Linked DNA regions of Sus scrofa: region 2 is linked to region 1. A link is a contact called in public HiChIP or PLAC-seq data. All regions are on one chromosome and are shown on one strand. Each heading gives the region's core, a stretch centred on a gene start, on an enhancer-like site or on the middle of the called end of the contact. The rest is flanking DNA. Distances are from core to core; before and after follow the strand shown. Region 1 overlaps SLC22A5 (solute carrier family 22 member 5). Region 2 has its middle 7.3 kb from the start of SOWAHA.

What was found. HiChIP or PLAC-seq counts read pairs in DNA pulled down with a chosen protein or histone mark.
Region 2: a contact with region 1 is called in an H3K27ac HiChIP or PLAC-seq map of alveolar macrophages. The contact joins two enhancer-like sites. A contact is called at or near these places in 1 of 5 promoter capture datasets (liver), 4 of 47 Hi-C or Micro-C datasets (alveolar macrophages, embryonic fibroblasts, mesenteric adipose tissue and 1 more) and 1 of 2 datasets of contacts at active chromatin or transcription factors (alveolar macrophages).

What each region holds. Positions count from the first base shown.
Region 1 is chr2:134,666,658-134,669,357 of Sscrofa11.1, forward strand. SLC22A5 (solute carrier family 22 member 5) reads left to right here. Exons shown (of 14, transcript XM_021085423.1): 2 at 2,234-2,337. Among named protein-coding and RNA genes, the nearest start is that of SLC22A5, 7.2 kb to the left of the region's middle. Within about 2 kb of position 1,359, at least 3 of the 83 cell types and tissues checked have an H3K27ac peak or open chromatin away from gene starts, as enhancers often do. A contact at or near this core is called in alveolar macrophages, where this site is marked.
Region 2 is chr2:135,130,631-135,133,330 of Sscrofa11.1, forward strand. No RefSeq gene overlaps it. Among named protein-coding and RNA genes, the nearest start is that of SOWAHA, 7.3 kb to the right of the region's middle. Within about 2 kb of position 1,276, at least 8 of the 83 cell types and tissues checked have an H3K27ac peak or open chromatin away from gene starts, as enhancers often do. A contact at or near this core is called in alveolar macrophages, where this site is marked.

The sequences.
Region 1 (2,700 bases), core at 109-2,608:
GGTTAACGAACCCGACTAGCATCCATGGGGACGTGGGTTCAATCCCTGGCCTCACTCACTGAGTTAAGGATCTGGCATTGCTGTGAGCGGTGGTGTTGGTCGCAGATGCAGTTCAGATCCCACATTGCTGGGGCTGTGGTGTAGGCCAGTGGCTACAGCTCCAATTCAACCCCTAGCCTGGGAACCTCCATATGCTGTGGATGCAGCCCTAAAAAGACAAAAAGACAAAAAAAGAAAAATAAGAAAAGACATGTCAGTGGTGGATAGAGACCGCAGTGACTTCAGGTAGTTACCCACTTGCCTGAGTAAGGTCCAGGTGGTGGGAATGAGGCTGTGGGAGCCGGAGAGATGCTCTGGGGACCTTTCCCAAGAGGTGCTACAGGCACCTTGTTTCCTGCAGAGCATAGACTGACCTGGTTCCAGGTGGCACCTGGCCTTGCCAGTCCAGAAGTCCCTAGAAGCCTATATGGAGAGACTTGACGTGGTGTGAGGCTGGGGATAGTTCTACCCCACGACTCATTGCAGAAACCCCTGTGGACGTCCCATCCAGTATTTCAGCTATATCAGTCCCTAACCCTCATGACAGACCTATTGGGAAGCAGCTGCTAATTCTCTTCATTTTGATTATCTTTTGATTATTAGTAATGCATGCTAGCTGGGAATAGTTCCCATCATATTCAAAAGTGGCAATAGCCTTAATCTGGCCCTGAAGCTCTGCCTGACAGCAGAGGCTGGCACCCTATCACCTAGTCCCTCAGCTCTGCCTCCCTTGCCACTCCCATCCTGACTTCAGCAGCTGTGTCCAGGCAGGGGCTGCCCTAGGAGCACTCTGAGGCTGCAGAGGTGGGAAGGCTCGCATAGCCTGACCATTCAGGCCGTGGTGCTCTTTGCCTGTCTCCTGCCAGACTGGGCTTCCTCTAGATTTAGGAGTTGGTGACCCCCGCCTTTTCCCTGCACTGGGGATCAGCACCCCATCCTCGGGCCATCCAAGGTACACGATTGTTCTAGAGCAGAGAGCCAGCTGTGTGGCTGAGTGATCCTTATCATCGGCTGCGACGGTACTTCATGTCCACCCTGAGGGCTGCCCTCTGACCCCCTCTAAGATGCCTGGAGGCTATGTGCACACACTGCCCAGCTGGGCCCAGAAACAGACTGGTTTTTTCTCTCTGGGTCTGGCCTGGAAGAGATGCAGGCTCTATGGAGGGCAGGCTCACTTTCTGGCACCAGACAAGCCAGGGTCTAATTTCCCGGGAAGGTGGCCTTCTTGATTACTGCTGAGCGCCATCTCTCTCTTCTGGGAAACATCTTTCTGGGAACCACCAAGCTTCCTGTTTTGGTTTTTCTTCCTTCTTTTGGCCCTTGTTAGGCTGGAATAATCTAATGTCTGAGTGTTCAGGTGGTTCCCCACCCACAGACCTCTCCATGCTGACTGTGGATGGAGCTCCACATTGGGTCCTGAGAAACTCAAGCACTGCGGCCCATTCCCTGTCTGAATCACTGTTTCGCAAATGGGGAAATTAAGGCACAACGAGGGGAAAGAGCTTGTCTAAGGTGGAATGACAGTAGGGTAGAAGTTAAAACTCAGTTTCTTAACTCCTTGTTCAGAGCTGTTGGCTGTCATTGGGCCTAGTGTTGGCGCAGCATCCAGGATCCCAGCTCTAAATGTCAGCAGAAGGACCCAAGAGTCATTGGCCCAGAGTTAGGGCCTGAGCAGAGCTGAAGGAACAGATTCAGATGGTACATACCATGCTCTCTGGCCTCAGACCTTCGCTGGATGCCTTGACTCTTAGAGCCACTGAGCCCTGCTCCAGAACCGCTCCTGTGCCATCCCTGCCAATGGCCTAATCCCCAATGAAATGAGCCCACAGTCCTGGGCTCAGCCCACATCCTTAAGAGCAACCGTGAGAGACCTCACCTCCTTCTGAATTGGTACATAGGTGAAATATTTACTCCCTGCCTTTCTCCCCTCCTTGAATTGGTAGCAAAATAGTGGAGCTAAAAGCTCTTACAAATAGGAAGGCGAGCAAGGCCAGTCTCCCTGCAAGGAGACCCCTGCTTTCTGCCTCGTCACCTGATGAGCCTTCACTTGCCTCAGTGAGCTCACACACCCTTGCGGTGGTGTAAAGAGAGCGTGTGGGGAGGCAGGATATTCCAATTTCATTCAACAAGAAGCCTTACATTTAAAACATTTTTTAAAAGAAGTGAGTGATACATCCCTCTGCTCCTCTTTCAGTGGAACCTGGTGTGTGAGGACGACTGGAAGGCCCCGCTCACGATCTCCTTGTTTTTCGGGGGTGTGCTGGTGGGCTCCTTCATTTCGGGGCAGCTCTCAGACAGGTAAGGTGGCTGTCTATCTCCTGCAGCTGCAGGGGACCCCAGCCCTGAGCAAGGTAGTGTCTCCGCCCAGAGCCTTGTATTTTTAAAAAGGGAAGGCCCAGAGCCTTGTATTTTTAAAAAGGTATACACTCCATACCAGGCAAAAAAAACCAGCAAGCTCCTCTCCCTAACACTTGCTGAGCAGAACGACCTCAGCCAAGTGTATCCATGATCTAGTTGACCAGGAAATACGCCCCACTTCTCCTCTACACTGGCTGGCCGGCCTTCTCTTCAAGAGCATAACTCTTTCATGTCTTGGAGCCTAGGAGAGATGGACTCCACACACGTGCACGTGAGCGCTGTTGTAGATCTTGGGGTGCCCCG
Region 2 (2,700 bases), core at 26-2,525, 460 kb after region 1:
CTGAGAAGTACAGTTCATCTTCCTGCTTTTTGCTTATCGTTCAATGTCACCAGTTATTACTCTGGGGACTGTTAATAAAATTGTTTGATATTTACTTAGCGGATAGTCTCAAAGCAGCAGGCAAGCAGATCTTCTGAGGACCTGAAACCAGCCCTTTGGCTGCCTGCCCCCCTCCCCTCCCACCTGGGCAGCTCCCTCAGTTAGGCAGACCTCAGCTAGACTCCTCCCCAACACGCCCTCCAGAAGGAAGGGTCTCAATCAACCTTGCAGTCTTTTGTATAACTTGCTTCAAAGTATCCTATTCTGAGCTTTCCCTTACTGAGCTCTTAGAAACACTGAACAGGAAGCTGGAGAAACTGACATGAAAGGATTCTTTGCACCTTTACCCAGGATGCTGAATGGAAGGCAAGTTACACAGGGTGTACCAGTACCACAGGCGTTTAGGAAAGAGCTGAGCTATTTCTCCTTGTCCATCTCTAAAGCCAGGTGCTGCTGGGGATTTCACAGGGCCAAATGTTTGGTACTGTCATCCCCAAGCCCATCTGAACGGGTAACCGTCATGGCTTGCTGATTGGTCCATCCTGACCCAGGTAGGGACTCTACGATTAAGGAAATGGTTAGAACAGCAGTTCGCAGGCCCCTCAAACTAAGCCCTCCTAACATAGACACTGACCCAAGTAAAAGACCCATAATGTCCCTCTGGGGGTAAAAAAAAATTTTTTTTGCTTTTTAGGGCCACACCCGAGGCATATGGAGGTTCCCAGGCTAGGGGTCTAATCAGAGCTGTAGCTACCGGCCTGCGCCACAGTCATAGCTACGGCAGCTCCGAGCCACATCTGCAACCTACACCACAGTTCACATCAATGGCAGATCCTTAACCCGCTGAGCGAGGCCAGGGATCGAACCCATAACCTCATAGTTCCTAGTTGGATGCATTTCCACTGCACCACAATGGGAACTCCCCCCCCACCCCACCGCAAAAGAAAATCTTTTAGGTCATAACTAATCTATGAAAATAAAACAGGCCAAGAATGGATGACTGAAGGCAGCCAAGGATGTCCTCATGCTTCACCTGGCCAGGACACCATGGACCTTTCCAGGTCTCCAGGGACCAACTCCCCTGTTCCCTACCTAGCAAGCAAGCAACCATCTGAGGAATCAAAGAAGCAGCCTGAAAACTGACTCACAGATAGGAAAACTCAGTTTATAACAGAGGCAAAGGCTCTGACATGTGTCACTAAGATTTAGAAATAAAGAAAAGTCCCTTTGACCTCAGAGAGGACTGGGCTTCACAACTTAGAGGCATGAGGAAAAAAAGAGGCCCCTCTTGCTTCCCCTGGGCTGGTAAGCAAGAACAAAACATGATTTGTTCCAGAAGTCATGACTGCAAAAGCTTGATATGTGGACAAAGTCCCTTTACAGCCGTTCTGAGCAGCCCATCCCCCTCGTGTCCCTGGAGCTCCTGCCCACTGGGGCCCCAGACACTCATCCTCCTCCTTCTAGATAACTAGGCATTGGTGAGACGGCAGGGGGCAGAGGAGGCAGGCTGTGGTGGGCTAAGCCTAATGGGAGGGGCCAGCAGGCAGTTGCAAACATAAAGCATCCTCTATGGCTCTCTGCGGGGCTCAGGCCTGGGGTTCAGAGAAGAGTGTCGGATGGAACAGGCAATGTAATATAACATAACCACGTAACACAAAAATATAATATAGTTGTAGAGGGCTTTAATTTTTTATTTCTTTAACAATATGGCTTTGAACATGCAAAGGGCCTCCTTCTAGCCTGACCGCCTCCAGATTTAAGTTAATGAGACAGGAACAAAATGTCCTGCCTATTGCTCTCTCTCTCAGTGTTCAAGACACATTATAGAATTTTACCCTTGCTATAAATATCATTCTCTATTTGATTTTCCTAATGTTTACGGGCAAACTGCTGGGTCACTGGAAAAATTGATTCAATGGCCTCACTGGCAGCAGGGCACCCAGATTTAAAAGCAGCCTGGGGAACTGGATGTCACTGGCATCCTCATCCTAATATTTGCTCAAAGCATAAGCTAATCACTTAAAATAGTAAAGCGGAAGATGTGCAGATGCAAAGGTAGAAAAGTTTAAGCCAGATTTTTATCTGAGGACTTTCTCCCCTTCTTTGTTGATTGAGCATCCAAAACATCCATTTTAAGTGATGGTGATCTAATTTTGCACAGTAAATGAGCACAGGCTTTGGAATCGGACAGCCTGGGGCTCCAGTTTGGGCTCCGCCAATTATTAACTCTGACCTGAGGCACAATTCTTTGTAAAGCTCAGAGCCCGGAGCCTGTAAAGCGCTGTCAATAAACTTCGCTTGTATCAGCAATTCGGTACAAGCAAAGTATTTAATCCCTTGTCTATTCTCAGGGATCACGGTCAGAATGAGTTCAAACTACATAAATTAATAATGATCTTTAACAGGGAAATCTCCTTCCTCCTCCCCTCAGAGAGAGAGGGGGCAGAACAAAAGTCCAAGCAGGAGTTCCCATCATGGCTCAGTGGTTAATGAATCCGACTAGGAACCACAAGGTTGCAGGTTCGATCCCTGGCCTCGCTCAGTGGGTTAAGGATCTGGCATTGCTGTAAGCTGTGGTGTAGGTTGCAGACGTAGCTCAGATCTGGCGTTGCTCTGGCTCTGGCATAGGCTGGTGGCTACAGCTCCGATTGGACCCCTAGC